2 separate regions of the Rattus norvegicus genome follow, and region 1 is linked to region 2. Evidence: chromatin contacts called from public Hi-C data. All regions are on one chromosome and are shown on one strand. Each heading gives the region's core, a stretch centred on a gene start, on an enhancer-like site or on the middle of the called end of the contact. The rest is flanking DNA. Distances are from core to core; before and after follow the strand shown. Region 1 holds the start of Foxp4 (forkhead box P4). Region 2 has its middle 52 kb from the start of Foxp4.

Evidence for each region. Hi-C and Micro-C count contacts between places; a contact is called where the count stands out from the background.
Region 1: a Hi-C map of mammary epithelial cells shows a contact between it and region 2, with 2.5 times the contacts expected there. The contact joins the promoter of Foxp4 here to the enhancer-like site in region 2. A contact is called at or near these places in 4 of 12 Hi-C or Micro-C datasets (frontal cortex, kidney and mammary epithelial cells) and 1 of 1 datasets of contacts at active chromatin or transcription factors (oligodendrocytes).

The regions. Positions count from the first base shown.
Region 1 is chr9:20,554,604-20,561,467 of GRCr8, forward strand. It overlaps Foxp4 (forkhead box P4), which reads left to right and starts at 1,667. Exons shown (of 17, transcript NM_001389210.1): 1 at 1,667-2,103.
Region 2 is chr9:20,500,608-20,508,101 of GRCr8, forward strand. No RefSeq gene overlaps it. Among named protein-coding and RNA genes, the nearest start is that of Foxp4, 52 kb to the right of the region's middle. Within about 2 kb of position 5,119, at least 18 of the 93 cell types and tissues checked have an H3K27ac peak or open chromatin away from gene starts, as enhancers often do.

The DNA of each region.
Region 1 (6,864 bases), core at 417-2,916, 51 kb after region 2:
ACAGGGTCTCTTGTAGCCCCAGCTGGCCTGGAACCCCATCTGTAGGTGAGGACCTTGAACTGCTGAACCTTCTGCCCTTACCACCCAAGAGCTGGCCACTACACCTACTGTCATTTGAGTCTCATTTCTACTAGAAAGGTCCCTGTGAAGTCCAAATATAAATGAGCTGGGCTGTGGGTGTGGCTAAGTGGGAGAGCATGCGTTTAGCATTTATGAGGCCCGGTTTCCTCTCTAACAGCACAAATATCTAAACAATGGCATAGCAGCCCTCTTCAACCTAACACCTTGCAAAACTTTAGCGGGTTCTCTGTGTATCTGCTGTGTCTGTCCACTTGGGCAAACAGATGCTTCAGACCTGGGTTGCTACTACCACCCTTCAACTCCTGGCTGCCTCGCCCAAAGGGGCAAAATAGGTGAGCGGAAACCGCTTAAGCTAACTGTAATCTCAAAGGCCCATGGTGTTTGTTTGTTTGTCTGTTTTGTAAGTTTTCTCCAAAATATGTTTTCCCCACTTAACCAGTTCATCCTCCATGGGGTCTGCCTGCCCTTGGTCACCTGTCTCAAGGTAGCCCGAAACCAAGGGTTACTGCCTTCCTGTGCTCAACCCATAGCAGGGGTCTGGGTACCTGGCTTCGCTGGGGCGAGTGGGCCAAACACGGAGGGTCCCTGAGGCGCCCTTCACCTTCACGCACCCACAAAGGGAAGATGTTTGGGGTAGAGAGTGGGAGGATTTTTTTTTTCAGCTCTTCACCAGTCTGAGCCTGGCTCCTGTTACCCAACTTAGCCCTCCCCCTCGGAACGTGGGCCTTTCCGTGCCCGGACTTCCCCCTCCCAACCCAAACACACACCAGCGTCCCCAACCCCAACCTCCCATCCTCCCAGTCCCCTTGGGCACAAGTGGTATTCAGGGACGCGAGTTTTGTTTACAATCTAATTTGTTCAGATAATTGCCTCGATTTTGCTCTGTGCTTGGCCCGCGTGGATCCAGCCTGAAGCCCCTTCTCCATTGGTTCTCACAGCACTTTATAGGAAATTCCCCTTTGCAGACCGAGGCGGCAGCGCGTGCGCGCCGGGTTGGGAGAAAGACTGTTCACAAAGCCCAGAAAGAGCCTCCCCAGCCCCAGCCCCCACACAGTGGGGAGTCAGAGGGAGGCGCGGCAGGGCCCGCGCTGGACGTCGGCTTCGGACTCGGGGGGCCCCCTGACCACTCCCCGCGCCAGGCGCAGCCCGCCCGAAACCAGTGAACCGTGTGCCAGCAGGACTTGGCCGTACCTCCAGGCTCTTGGAAAAGGCCAGAGTTAATAAAGCGTCCCATCGGATGGGTCCCCAGTCCACCGAGAACCTCTACGGCCTATCGACTCTGGCAGATCTGTAGCCCCACGTCCCCATTTTTTCCTTCCCCAAAGTTTGGTCCACGTGGTCCTCTTCGGCTTGCCGCTGGCCGTCTCGCAGGGGGGGGAAAAGTGGCTGCACCTGCTTTAGGCGAATTATGGTAGCACTAGAAGTTAGTCTCCCCTCCCTCCGCCGCTCGCTGGTTCGCTCCCTCCTCCCCGTCGCTCGGCGCGCTCCCTCCTTCCCTCCACCCCTCCGGTCCCCCGCCCGGTGCGCCCCGCCCGCGCGCCGATCGCTCGCAGCCACTCGCAGCCGGGGCTCAGTCGCAGCCCCTCGGAGTCCGGAGCCGGTCGCCCCTGCGGACCGGACAGTGCCACCGGCTGCCGGGACGGAGCCCCCCAGCACGCGATCAGGGCGCGGCGCAGGCGGCCGCGGCGCGGCGGGGAGGAGCCCGGGCCGGAACCAGGGCTGGGCCGGGGGCGGGGACGCCGGGGTCCCGGAGCCCCGGAGCCGGAGCGAGCTCAGGAGCGTCGCCGGAGCCCGGGGAAGGGCGATCGGAAGCCGGAGAGAGCTAAGCCATCCTACAAAGTGCGATGCCCCCAAGGGGCTGAGGCGCGCGGCGATCGGCGCTAGAAAGATCGCTTCGGAGCGGCGCGGCGCGCAGGGGCAGCCCCGGCGAGTGGCGGCGGGCCCGGGCTGCGACCCGAGCGAGCCCCATGCCCCGTGCTGGCTGACGGGCCGGAGCCCGCACTGAGCGGCCGGGCCGGACAGGTAGGTGGCCGATTCAGGGACCCCAGGGACCCGGATGGGGGCTGGGCCAGCGACTCGTCCAACTCCCCAGCTCGCTCACTCTCTCGCCTGTTCCCTGGCTCACTTTGTGTTTGCAAACTGCCCGCCCGAGGCGCGTCGGGCGCCGGGAGGAGCCGGGCCCGGGGCCGGAGCACTTTGTTCCAGCTGGGCCGGCCGCGGCGCACTGACCCTGGTGAGTTGCGAGACCCTGCCCCCGGCCCGGGCCCCTAGCGGATCGGAGCTGTCTGGGGAACAGGTGGGGGCTGCGGAGCCGGGCTGGGGGGCAGCGGGAAGCCGGCCGGGAGTGGGGGACAGCTTGGAGAGGCCACTGAGGCCCGCCCTGCCCCAAGAATCTGGGCTCCGCCCCCTCCTGGCCTCGCTGCTGGGAATGGGGTGTTAGGGGGCGCGACCCCCCCTCCCGGAGTGAGACAAAGAATACTTCCCGGCCCGGACTTTCCTGAGCCGGGAAGGGAAGTGGTGAACTGGGATCCCCCCCAAGTCCAGTCTGCCCGGGACTCCCCAGGACAAACAGAAAGACGAGTGTGTGTGTTGGGGGGGTGGGAAACAATCTCAAACACCTCGTCGCCTTGGTTTGCGGAGGTCACACTTCGGAAGTGCCGAGACTAGTCAACCCCCTTTCCTCGCATCCCTTAATCAGATCTGAGATAAAGCGGAAAACTTCTTGGGGGACTTGTGAGAGACTGGTAATGGCCCCTGTGATTTTTTTTTTTTTTTTTTTTTTTTTTGTGCGCCGGAGCTGGTCTGTGGGGGACTGATCTAGTGGATACCCTCCTCATTCGGACACAGCTCCTGCGGGAATAAGGGAATAAGGTAACAGAGAGTGGGCCCAAGGCCAACAGAGATGAGGCTGCCGGAGTGACCAATCTGGACTCCATTCCCCCAGACCGAGGACTCTAGTGCCTCGCTAGACGTCTGTCTCTCCAGCACCCCTCTGGCCCGCGGCCATCCTCCGCGGCGCTCAAACCTTGCACTTTGCTTCTCCGTAAAACTTCTACTTCTTGGGCTTCACCGGAGCAGAACCCGGTGGCGCCCGGTGGTGAGGTGTCCTAAGAAACCTGGGGCCGAGGCCACCTGTGTGAAGGAACGTGTGATTTCGTGGGACGCGGATTCGAGGCTCTAACCATCACGGATTACCCCCCCCACACACACACACACACACACACTCCCCAATACTGAAGCGACCTCGTGAACGCTCTGATATTGCATCCGGCGACTCTAGGTTGGGAGGGCGGGATATTAGCGGGGATCCTTTCTCTCAGACAGTGACCCTATTTTTTGCACCCTGAGCCTCTTGCGCCAACACTGCCCCGTGGGTTTCCACGTTCCCTTGTTTCGCACCTGAGATCTCAGCTATCTGGAGATCAGCGCTTGTGGCGTGCCCCCTTGCACCGGTCTCCTTACCCGGAGGACCGCGGCGCTCTGATTCGACCTGGGTAGATTTGGGGGCCGGGAGGAACAAACCTGAGTCCGGAGCCATCCGTTTGGCGGTTCCGGAGCAATCCCAGAATTTTGGCTAATGCGGGATTTTTACCTCGAACTTAAAGCGTCGTTGCCCGAGTTGGAGAGCACCCGCCTAGACTGGCAACCGACGGCGTTGGGTCTGTAATTCAGGGTCGGGAGAGAGAACGCAGTTTCAGCGACAGTCGCTGTGGTTTGCTCGAGTGTCCCACGAATAAAGGAAAGAGTGGTCCTCGCTGTTCCACCGCTACCTGGAGAAGCTTAACCCTCCACCATCCCCTTCCCATCCCCACCCACGTGAACCTCAGTGGGTTGGCCCCTTGGCCTAGGTACCCTGCGGCACCGGCATTTTAAGTCCCTGGTTGATTTCTACAGAGAAGCCAGGAGGAGCCTCCTGAAGGGGAGCGGTCGGCCTCAGACGACCTCTGCCCGCCCCCGCGGAAAACCGCTGTGGGGAAGTCTGCAAGCTTTTCTTCTTTCTTTCTTTCTTTCTTTCTTTCTTTCTTTCTTTCTTTCCTTCCTTCTTTCTTTCTTTCTTTCTTTCTTTCTTTCTTTCATTTCCTTTCTTTTTCTTTTTCTTTCTTTTTCTCTCTCTCCTTAAACTTAAGAAACTTCTCCCTTGCTGGCTCTGAGGTGCCCTGAGAACAGAGAGTGTGAAGACTGCAGTGGACCACCAGTCTAGGCTGTTGGGCAAGGTGGCCTGGAGTATCGGGGATGTTGTGCCCCCCACTCCCCACTTGCTGCAGATCCTGTGATATCCGAATCTCAGCTTGTGGAGATCCTTAAGTGCCTCACTGGTTTCTTGTCCTTCCTGTTGTGTTGTTTTATTTGTTTTCTGGGCCTGGAGGGGAGACTTGAGACAGTGTCTCTTATGTTGCCTAGGCTGGCCTCACACCCAGTGTGCTTCTTTCCAAGTAGCCTCTGGGATGCTGGGATTACAGGTGTGCCACACACACCCCACCAAGGCGCCTACTTCATTTTATCCTAGTTCAACCTTGGCAATGAGACGGAGGAGACTGTGGCTACAGTCTCTTCTGGCGCTAAGGCTGGGCCCCTGGAAGGGGATTGGAACTGAGGAACCTCTGAACATAGGGGAGCCTGACTGGTCAGGCTAAACTTGCTGGAGAACCTGCTCTCTTTCCTTCCTAGATTGCCCACCCCTTTCCTCTACCTTTGGATAGAAACTTCCTTTCTGTCTGTCTGGCAGGCCGTTCCCTTTTGGCCAGGAATGTGTATATCCTGCTGGGCCCTGGCTCCAAACACACCTTTTCTTAGCAGGGCAGGGCCCCCAGAGGAGTGGAAGACGGTGGCTTTCTTTGATCTGGTGATCTGGACTCAGTGTTTGCTGAGTCCCTACCCTGTCTAGGCAGATCCCAGGCTGGGTACTAGGGTCCCCTTGTGCTGCCATCAGAATCCTGGAAGAGAAAAAGATATGATTGGGGGGTGGTGGCATGGAAGGGGTTTGGTTTCAGAGGACTGGAAGGACTCAGAAGGACTGAGGCAACGAAAGGGCATCTCCCCCTGAAGCCATCCTTTCTGCTCTGCATTTTAACCCTTTACTGCCCGTGGTACTTTTTGGAAGGTCTCCTTTCCGAACACAATATGCTCCAGCCTGAGCCTTTATTCTTATTCCCTAAACAACACAAAATACTTCCTTCCATTCACGGGGCTTCTCGGTTTCTCTGCCCCCCATCCGCCCTCTCAGCTGCTCTCAGCCTCCCCAGGCCCAAGGCAGCCATGGGCCCATCTTTTTTTGGTCAGGCTTCTGTGCCTCCATTGGCCAAAATAGCTTCCTCTGAGGTGGTTCCAGAGCCCTAGAACCCAAGGCACAGAACTCATGCGTCCCTAGGGCCATCCGTGTGTCAGAGTGAAAAGGGCTTTGGAACTTGGCACTAGAGATAGGGCTCTAGGGAACTTCATTGAGCTGCTGGAACCTCTATTTTCTTAGCTTATAAGTAGGTCAGCGGTGCCTGGAGTAAAAGCAGCTTTAGAGTTGAAGCAGAGGTAAAGTGTCTGGCCAGCCTAGTGCCGTCACCGATGGTCCTTGATACATTTTCTTTCTTTTTAAAATTAGTTTGCCAGCACTGCCAGGCCACTTGTTGGGCCGAATGCTGGAAACGTTGGAGTATAAAACCTTCATTTTACAGGCTGGGAAATGGAGTTAGAGAGAGGTGGCAACATCTGTGAAGTTTTCTCCTGCACCGGCACAGAGCTGGGACTAAATTGCCCGGCTCCAGAGAAACCAGAGGCTGGAGCCTCTGCTGTGGGTAAGGGAGAAGTGTGGGAATCGAGGGGCTGGCCACTCCTTTCTGCAGCCTTCTCTCTCCCTGGTGTGTCTGGGCTGTATTTCCTGCTTGCTTTTAGTAAAGGTCTGCACTCCCTACATCCACCTACCCTGGCTTGTGCCTTAGGCCTTCTTAAGTCTCTAATAGAAGCAGATTTTGGAGATAGACTTCTCCAGAAAGCTGAAAAGGAAAAAATTACTGGAAGCCTGGTGTCTTTTCTTTTCAAGAGGGAGATTCCTAGTGTTTGGGAGTAGATGCTCCTGTTCTCGTAGAAAACTGTCAGGCTGGGAGTCTCAGATTTAGGAACTACCACTGAAGGGTTGGGGATTTAGCTCAGTGGTAGAGCACTTGCCTAGGAAGCGCAAGGCCCTGGGTTCGGTCCCCAGGAACCAAAAAAAAAAAAAAAAAAAAAAAAGGAACTACCACTGAATGGTCATCTCAAAGAGGCAAGAACCTTTCTTGCTAGGAACCTGAACTTGTTGGCTGTCCTTCCCGTCCTCTGTGGAAATGAAAACACCTTTGCTTGCTCCTGGGGGAACCCTGCTTCCATGGCCTCTGACTCTGTGCTTACTCAGAGGGATTGGGGGACGCTGATGGGCTGGAAAAGGAGCACTCTACACAAAAGGTCTTCTGCATAGAACCACAGGACCGCAAGTCATTCAGTCTTCCTTGTTGGGTGGCCCTCCTTGGTTCCAGGACAGATGGACACACACACACACACACACACACACACACACACACACACACACGTATCCACTTACCTGCAGTAAATCTATGAATTACCCGCCCCCTACCCCCAGCCCTATTAGGCCTGTGTCTTCATCCCCAGAGGTCACCTCATCACCTGAGTTCCTTCTTTACCACTGCCTCAGCCTCAGGATAGCTGGGCTGCATGTGTGATGCCAGATAGCAGTGAGGGGGATTTGCTCCCACTGTGGTTGGTTCTGACGGATCTGACCCCAAGCACTACTGTGAAAAT
Region 2 (7,494 bases), core at 3,869-6,368:
CTCTTGTCCTTCACAAACAGACACTGACTTTGTTCACATCTGACACAGGGTGAACCTACTTCACCTTGTCCGGCTTCTAAGTAAATGACAGCCAAAGTAGAGTCAGCTGACCTGCCTGTGTCCACCCTGGCAGCAGGCACACTCTGTCCCCCCCACACATACATGCCCACCATAAGCTAGAAGGGGTAGGGCGTCATTCTCACCTCTCACCGCATTGTGCAGAGGTATATACACTGAGGGTTAGAGCAGACACAGCTGGCTGGTGGCTGGACTGAGGCCAGGACCTTGTCACCTCCTTGGTAAGAGCCTCCTCAAGCACACACCAGAAGCCGGATGCTCCCTCTTCTGTCCCCTCCTGGCTGAGTCATTTAGCACCTCAGTCTGTTGTGGTCTATTTCAGAGCAGAAGGGGTCCGAGTGCAGATGACAGTCACCTTCCTCACAGCCTTTGTTTATGAGTGCACCTTCCATATGTCTTGATATCTGCGCAGTTCAGCTGGAGAGGAGGTTGAGTAGGGAAACCTGGCATCTAGGAGTTCAGAGGTGAGACCTGAGCACAATGGCCTATTCTGGCCCCGAGTCCCCTCCCCCCTCCACCACATACAGCACACAGCATCCGGTTTACCTGCCCCTAGGGGCCGGCCTCCTCTCAGGTAGCACTCCAAGCAGGCCCACGCACAGGCATTGCCAAGCACACTGTCCAGGAGCCCCGGGCTTGGTATCTATGTGTATGTGGGAGGGTGTCTTCCTTGAGGATACCCCCACCCAGCCTTTGTTTCCGTGCCAAACTCTCTACTCCAACAAGATATCCAATAGGTTCTCTAGACATGGCTGAGTGATTTAAAGGACACCCTGGTTAACAGTGACAACCTCCAGGCACCCAGATCTCTAGGAAGGGCTTCTGGAAGCTTCTGAAGTGCAGATGGCATTGAGAAGGAGCTGAGTGGCTGAGTACCAGCTGGCTTATAAGGGGGCTTCCCTTCTTGTCGCTTTGCCTGAGTCTGGAATGGGGAATGTGAGAATGCAGAGCCCACTGCTCTCCTGGGACTGGAAACCCATATAAGGCACTCTCTCCATCCAGCTGGGATGCCATTCTCTCGCTCTCCCAGAGGCCAGAGGTCAGAGGTCAAAGGTCAGGGCATCAGGAAGGTCTTTGGAGACAGACCCCCCTGTAAGAAAGCAGATGGAGAGGGTCAGCTTCCCCGGGGTCGGGCTGTGTTTATGGACAAGCTGCCGTGTGGGAAGTTCAGTGTGCTGTCTGTCCACACACGCTCCCTCACTGGACCTGTGGCTGAAGACGGTGAGAAAGAGGGAGATATAAGAGAAGAAAGAAGCACCCTCCCAGAGAAAAGCCACAAAAGATGAATTAGGGAGAATAGAAAGTCTTAAGGAGACGTGAGGGTTCCAGCAGGGACTTGTGGGGGAAGGCAAAGGCAGATGCGTCCATCCCCCAGAAACTGCAAGAGAGTCTGTCCAACTTATCAGGATCCTGTTCAAGGCCCAGAGGGGGAGTCCATCTTGGCAAGGACACACAGCAAGTCACAGAATGGTGGCTTTGGGCCAAAAGACATTTCTTAGGGTTTTTTTTTTGTTGTTGTTGTTGTTGTTGGGCTGTAAAAAAAAAAAAAAGGCTTGGGGGAGGGGGTAGGGAGCAGCATTGTTCTAGGCATACAGGAGCTAATAGGAGTAATAGGACATATCTCTCATGCCTGCTCAAGTCAGGAGTCAAGGGAAGACCCAGGATTGTAATGTACAATCCTGTACCCTGTGTCACTTCAAGGCAAGGCTTGATGGACTTCCTATTTTACCTAGTCTTATCTCTATCCTTCTCTCTCTCTCTTTTTAAAGAATTACTTCTTTTATGTATACAAATACACTGCAGCCGTCTTCAGACACCAGAAAGAGGGCATCGGATCCTGTAGTTGCTGGGAATTGAACTCAGGACCTCTGGAAGAGCAGTTAGTACTCTTAACTGCTGAGCGGTCTCTCCAGACCTCTATCTCTCTTTTTAAAAAGATCTATTTTTAATTATGTGAAAACATACGGGGCTGAGCACATGGGTGCAGGTGCCCTCAGAGGCCAGAAGAGGGCGTCAGATCCCTTGGCGTTACAGGGGCCCCAAGATGAGTGCTGGGAACTGAACTGGAATCTTCTGGAAAGCATCAAGAGCTGCTCACATGCACAATGCACAGCACCCTCCCCACCCCCAATAATTAAAGATAAAATTAAATCTTAAAGGCGCCAGCCACCATGCCCAGAAGGTCCTGGTGTTCTGAGTGTGCATGGCAGAGTCTGCTCAGCCGTGCAGAGCTGTGAAGACTTTGCTCTGCCAGGACTCTGGCAGGACTCAGAGAGAGATTGAAAGGGGGCAGTTAGAGTTAACACACGGTCTCTGTCTCCTCTCAGCAGATGCTGGAAAACAGAACTTCAGCTAGCCACTCTTAGCGCTCCACGCTCCCACCAGCTGAGAAAAGTCCCACCAAAAGGCTTTGTCTTGAGCTCCAAAATCGAGAGTCCTTGTAGAGGCTGAGAGGTGGCCAGGAAGAGCAGCAAAGAACCAAGAGGCCTTAGGAAAGGTTACGAGAAAGGAAGGAGGTCCGTGCTGGAGGCCAGCCCTGCCTCTGGCACCAGCCCGACTGGGCCAGGGTCCCAGGGATTCACTGACTAATCCCCAAATGATACACTCTCACTGGCTGGTACTCTCACAAGTTCCCATTGTCTCTATACCCGGCTGAAGGCCCAGGGCAGCCAGCCACCTCAAGATCTCCTGTCTCTCTTTCACTTCCAGGGAACAGAGGCTCCCTCCAGGCACACAACCCTGCTCTGCCCTCTCCCAGCTGGCCCAAGGGTCCAGATGCCAGGTCAGCAAGCACTGCCCAGGTAGGTAGCTGGCAACGCTTGGAAGAGGGACAAGCTCACCAGGATGGTGGCTTTTGGGACAGACTGCCTTCCATCTCTCCACCGAGCCTGCGCAGGAGAGGGGCGTGGCCCGCAAGGACGTGGGTGTCAGGGTGCTGAGGGACAAATCCAGGGCAGAGGCAAGGATTTCATTGACCTGAGTGGGCGGTAGTGAAGAGAATTCATAAAACGTTGTTCTTTAATGGTTTCTTTTCCCCTCCCCTCTGCGAAGGAGGGAGTTAACACGGTCGGGAGCAGGGCAGGGCTGGGCCCTCCACAAGTGACACCGAATTCCCAGTCTGGACTGGGCGAGCGCTTGAAAGCAGCTAAATTAGCAAAACAGAAGTCAACCGTCGATTACTTCTATGGAGGATTAAGTGTGATAAATGGAGGGTTTGTTCGCTCTCCGGTCCAGATGTTGTGTCTAAGTGAGGGGTTTTTATGGTTTTTTTTTTTTTTTCATTCTTGGCCCAGATCCCATATATATTTTGGATACTGTTGGGAGTATATAATATCACTGGAAAATGATGTGGTCTGGTAACCTTTTAAATAACATTTCCGCCCTCCTCTGTTTTCTAATAGTTTGTTTTTCTTTCCATGTTTGCCTTTTATTGGGGGAAATTTTTTTTGGAAATTAATGAGGCTCAAGTTTGGAGACCAAAATATGAGAGGGACGGGGGGGGGGGGGGTGGAAGGGTGTGGGATGAGTCTGGGATGGAGTACCGTTCCTGTGTGTGTGTGTGTGTGTGTGTGTGTGTGTGTGTGTGTGTGTGTGTTTAAGCGATCTTGGCTTGCTTCCCCCCCGCCCCGATGTTCCGGGCCCTCGGTTGGGGCTGCGTGGTGGCACGCGCGGGCAGGGCGCCCGGGATTCCGTCTGCCCGGGCCGCGGGGCTGGGAGCCTCCTTCCTCCGGGAAGAACCTGCCATTCCCCCGGCGCAGCCCCTGCCCGGCGTGAGGGGGATGGGGGCGCCTCCTTCCTGAGTGAAACCTACGGAATCCGGCAGGAATTCGGGCCTCCCAGATTTAAGAAAACAAACAAAGGAAAGATTGTCAGAGAGGGGCCTCCGAGAGCCGCCCCAGCCGCCGCACTGCCCTCGGCGCTCGCCCCCTGGGCTGCCAGGGCCGCCAGCGGGGGCGGGACGGCCAGTTCCCGGCTCCCACGGGTGGTCCCCAGTGGGCTTCCCTGCCCCGGGCCACTACCAGCAGGTCATCCCCTAATTTAGGACCTGGTGGGATACCCGCTTCCCAGCTCATAGGAAAGGAGGGGCCCCGACTGTGTGGCTGCCTGGTGGAAGTGAGCTAGGAGTCATTTGGGACATCCCTCTGCCTCAGAGCAGTCTCATCAGCACAGTGTCTAAGGTGTTTCCCAGCTCGTGTTTGGGGGTGAAATGTCCACATTTCAGTTTCGGGTGGGGACCAGGGCCTTGCCTTCATCCAGCCAGAATAGGCCTAAGTCACCGTGCTGGCACACAGTCCCAGGGCCCGGGAAAATTAGAAAGAGTAAAAATGTGGGAAAAGGGGACCATGGAACAAAAGGATGGACACCTATTAAGGTCCGCCGCTGGCCACCCGCCACATTGCTGTCCATCTGCACTCTTGGTGTCCCTTTGGATCGTGGGTCATTCTGCTTGTTATATTTGCCTCCCTTGTCTCTGCATCCAGGCAGGGAGGTTCTCCCTGTCTCAGTAGCTAAACCTTTCCGAGGCTGTCTCTGACCCTTCCTGAATCTGTTCTTGATCTTCGAAACTGTGAGGTCAGCGTGTGGTGTGTGTGTGTGTCTGTGTTTGTCTGCCTAACTATATGTCTGTCTGTCTGCCTGTGTGTCTACCTGTGTGTCTGTGTGTCTGTCTGCCTGTGTGTATCTGTGTGTGTGTGTCTGTCTGCTACCCAAGTCTCTGTCCCTCTACACCCCCCCCCCGATTTTGATCAGTCTCCCCACTCCGCCCCCGCCCTAGGTAGCCCAGCGGGCCGGCGTCGTGCCAAGGCCGCCCCGGGCAGGGCCATGCTGGCGCTGACAGAGCCTCGCGCCCGCGGCCCAATTAGCGCTCGGCGCGGGCGACGCGGCATCTGGAATTGCGCTGCGCTCACGGCCAAGGCCGATTGTTTAGTCTGCGCGGCGGGGCGGGCAGCCCGCGCGGTGGCCCCACATCTGGAGCCGCGGCCAGACGGGCCTGCTGGCGGCTGGCCGGGGTGCGTGTGCATTTTTAACTCTGGGATTTGCTGACAAGTTAAGAAGTCAGAAAGTCAGTGGCGGCGGCGGGAACTGGCGGGGCATACAGAGAAGGGAGTGGCTGGGGCAGCTGGCCAGCCAGGGTGACTTTTTCTTCCGGGATTGCGTCCCTCCCCTGCCTTTCTCTTCCCCTTCCTCTTCATTAATTAAGTGGCTGAATTATCCCCAAATCCCTACACTCCCCAGCTGGCAGGAACTCCCGGGAAACCAGCATCTTCGGGGAAAGCCCTGTGCTCACTCATCTCCCACGATCTGGGGAAGCACACAGCAAGACAGTTGGACAGCAAAAAGAACTAGAGGCTAACTCTCTCGACCCCCAACAGGACTCTTGGCACAGCTCCGGGTCCTCCTTGGGGACAATCCAAACTGAGGAGCGGTTCTCACGATGTCAGCGAGCTTTCCAACCCTTGCAGACAGGCTTTTGAGTTTTCACTGACTCGTGGAATAAATATCGGACACACATTGCGTCAGGCCTTGGGGCACAGCTGTAAGCATGACCCGCATATGCTTATCCAGCGTGGTTGACATTTTTAGTAAAGATAAAAGATGCACAGACAGACCGGAAGTCAACAAACTAAACTTTAGAAACTGTTGGAGCCCCGGGAGTATAGCACAGTCGGTAGAGAGCTTGCCTAGCCTACTGAAAGCTCTTTGGGTTCAATCCTGCGCTTGCCTTGCGAAGTGGAGGGATCAGGGGTTCAAGGTCACCCTTCTTTAGTACATTTTAGGCCAGTCTAACACTGAGACTTTGTTTCAAAAACAAATCTACAAAGTGTTAAAAAAAAACAGAAACAAAGAAACAGAAACTTCTTGCTTCGTAGGTGTTCTGAGATCAGCGTTTCTGTTTGCACCAGCTGGCTGGACCCTCATAATGTCCCAGTGAGGACTCCCGTGTTCACTGAATTCAGCTTCAACTACAAAACCAGGGGTCACTTTTATGTGTGTGTGGCACACATACGTCCGTGCACAGGTATGGGTATATATGGAGGCCAGAGGGGGAAGCCGGTGTCTTCCCTATTGCTCTCCACTCTTTATGTTTTTACATCCTCAGTACGTCCTCCTAGGTGCTGGCCTCCAGGGAGATCCTGCCAGCTGGGGAGTGTGGACATTTGGAGATAGATAGATAGATAGATAGATAGATAGATAGATAGATAGATAGATAGATAGATACATACATACATACATACATACATACATACATGAATGATAGATATTTCATATAGATGTTTCACATATATATGAATATATATATATATGAAAAAATGGTCAGATGAGATGAGTTAGGGGGTGAAGACCTTTGCCAGGCAAACCTGATAACCTGAGTTCAATTCCAGGAATCAGAGTTAATGTGGAAAGAAAGCACCCACTTCACAAAGTTATTCTCTGACCTCTACATAACTGCTATGTATGTACACACACACACTAATAATAATAATAATAATAATAATAATAATAGAAATAAATATAAGTTTGTTTTTAAGAAGAAGCAAAGCTCTACAGAAATGCCAGTAACAGTTACTCCAGCTGAGACCTGGTAAATACCCATCTGCTGCTGGGAGGAAATTGCAAAGTCCTTGAATGCCAGTTACCTGATTTTAGACAACTGGGGTGTTCTTCGTGTCCTGAATTGTGGACTAGAGGGATGGCTCAGAGGGTAAAGTCCTTGCTGCACAAGTATGAAGATTTGAGTTTAAATCCCCACACAACAGCTGGGCATGGTGTGTGTGTGTGTGTGTGTGTGTGTGTGTGTGTGTGTGTGCGCGCGCACACACACACACCTAGAACTCCAGGGCAGGCTAGAGACAAGCAGGTCCCAGGGACTTGCTTGTTAGTCCATGGTATCAAAACAGTGAGTGGCTAGTTCAGTATCAAAGATGAAAATGTTAAGGTTAAGGTGGGGGCTGCTCTTGCAGAGGACTCTGGCTCAGTTCCCAGCACCCACATGGTAGCTCACAACCATCTGTAACTCCAGGTCCAGGGGATCTGACACCCTCTTCTGACCTCCACTGGCATCCAGCATGGATGTGGTGCAGACACAGATGCAGGCTGAACACCATACACATAAGTTGACTAACTATTAAGAAAGAAAGAGTGGAGAGCAATAGAGAAAGACATGGGCTTCGCCCTCTGGCTTCCATATATACACAGACCGGTGCACGGACTTATGCATGCCACACACACATAAAAATGATCCCTGGTCTTGTAGTTGAAGCTGAATTCAGTGAACATGGGAGTCCTCGCTGGGACATTATGAGGGTCCAGCCAGCTGCATAGATAGATAGATAGATAGATAGATAGATAGATAGATAGATAGATAAATGATAGATAGATAGATAGATAGATAGATAGATAGATAGATGATAGATA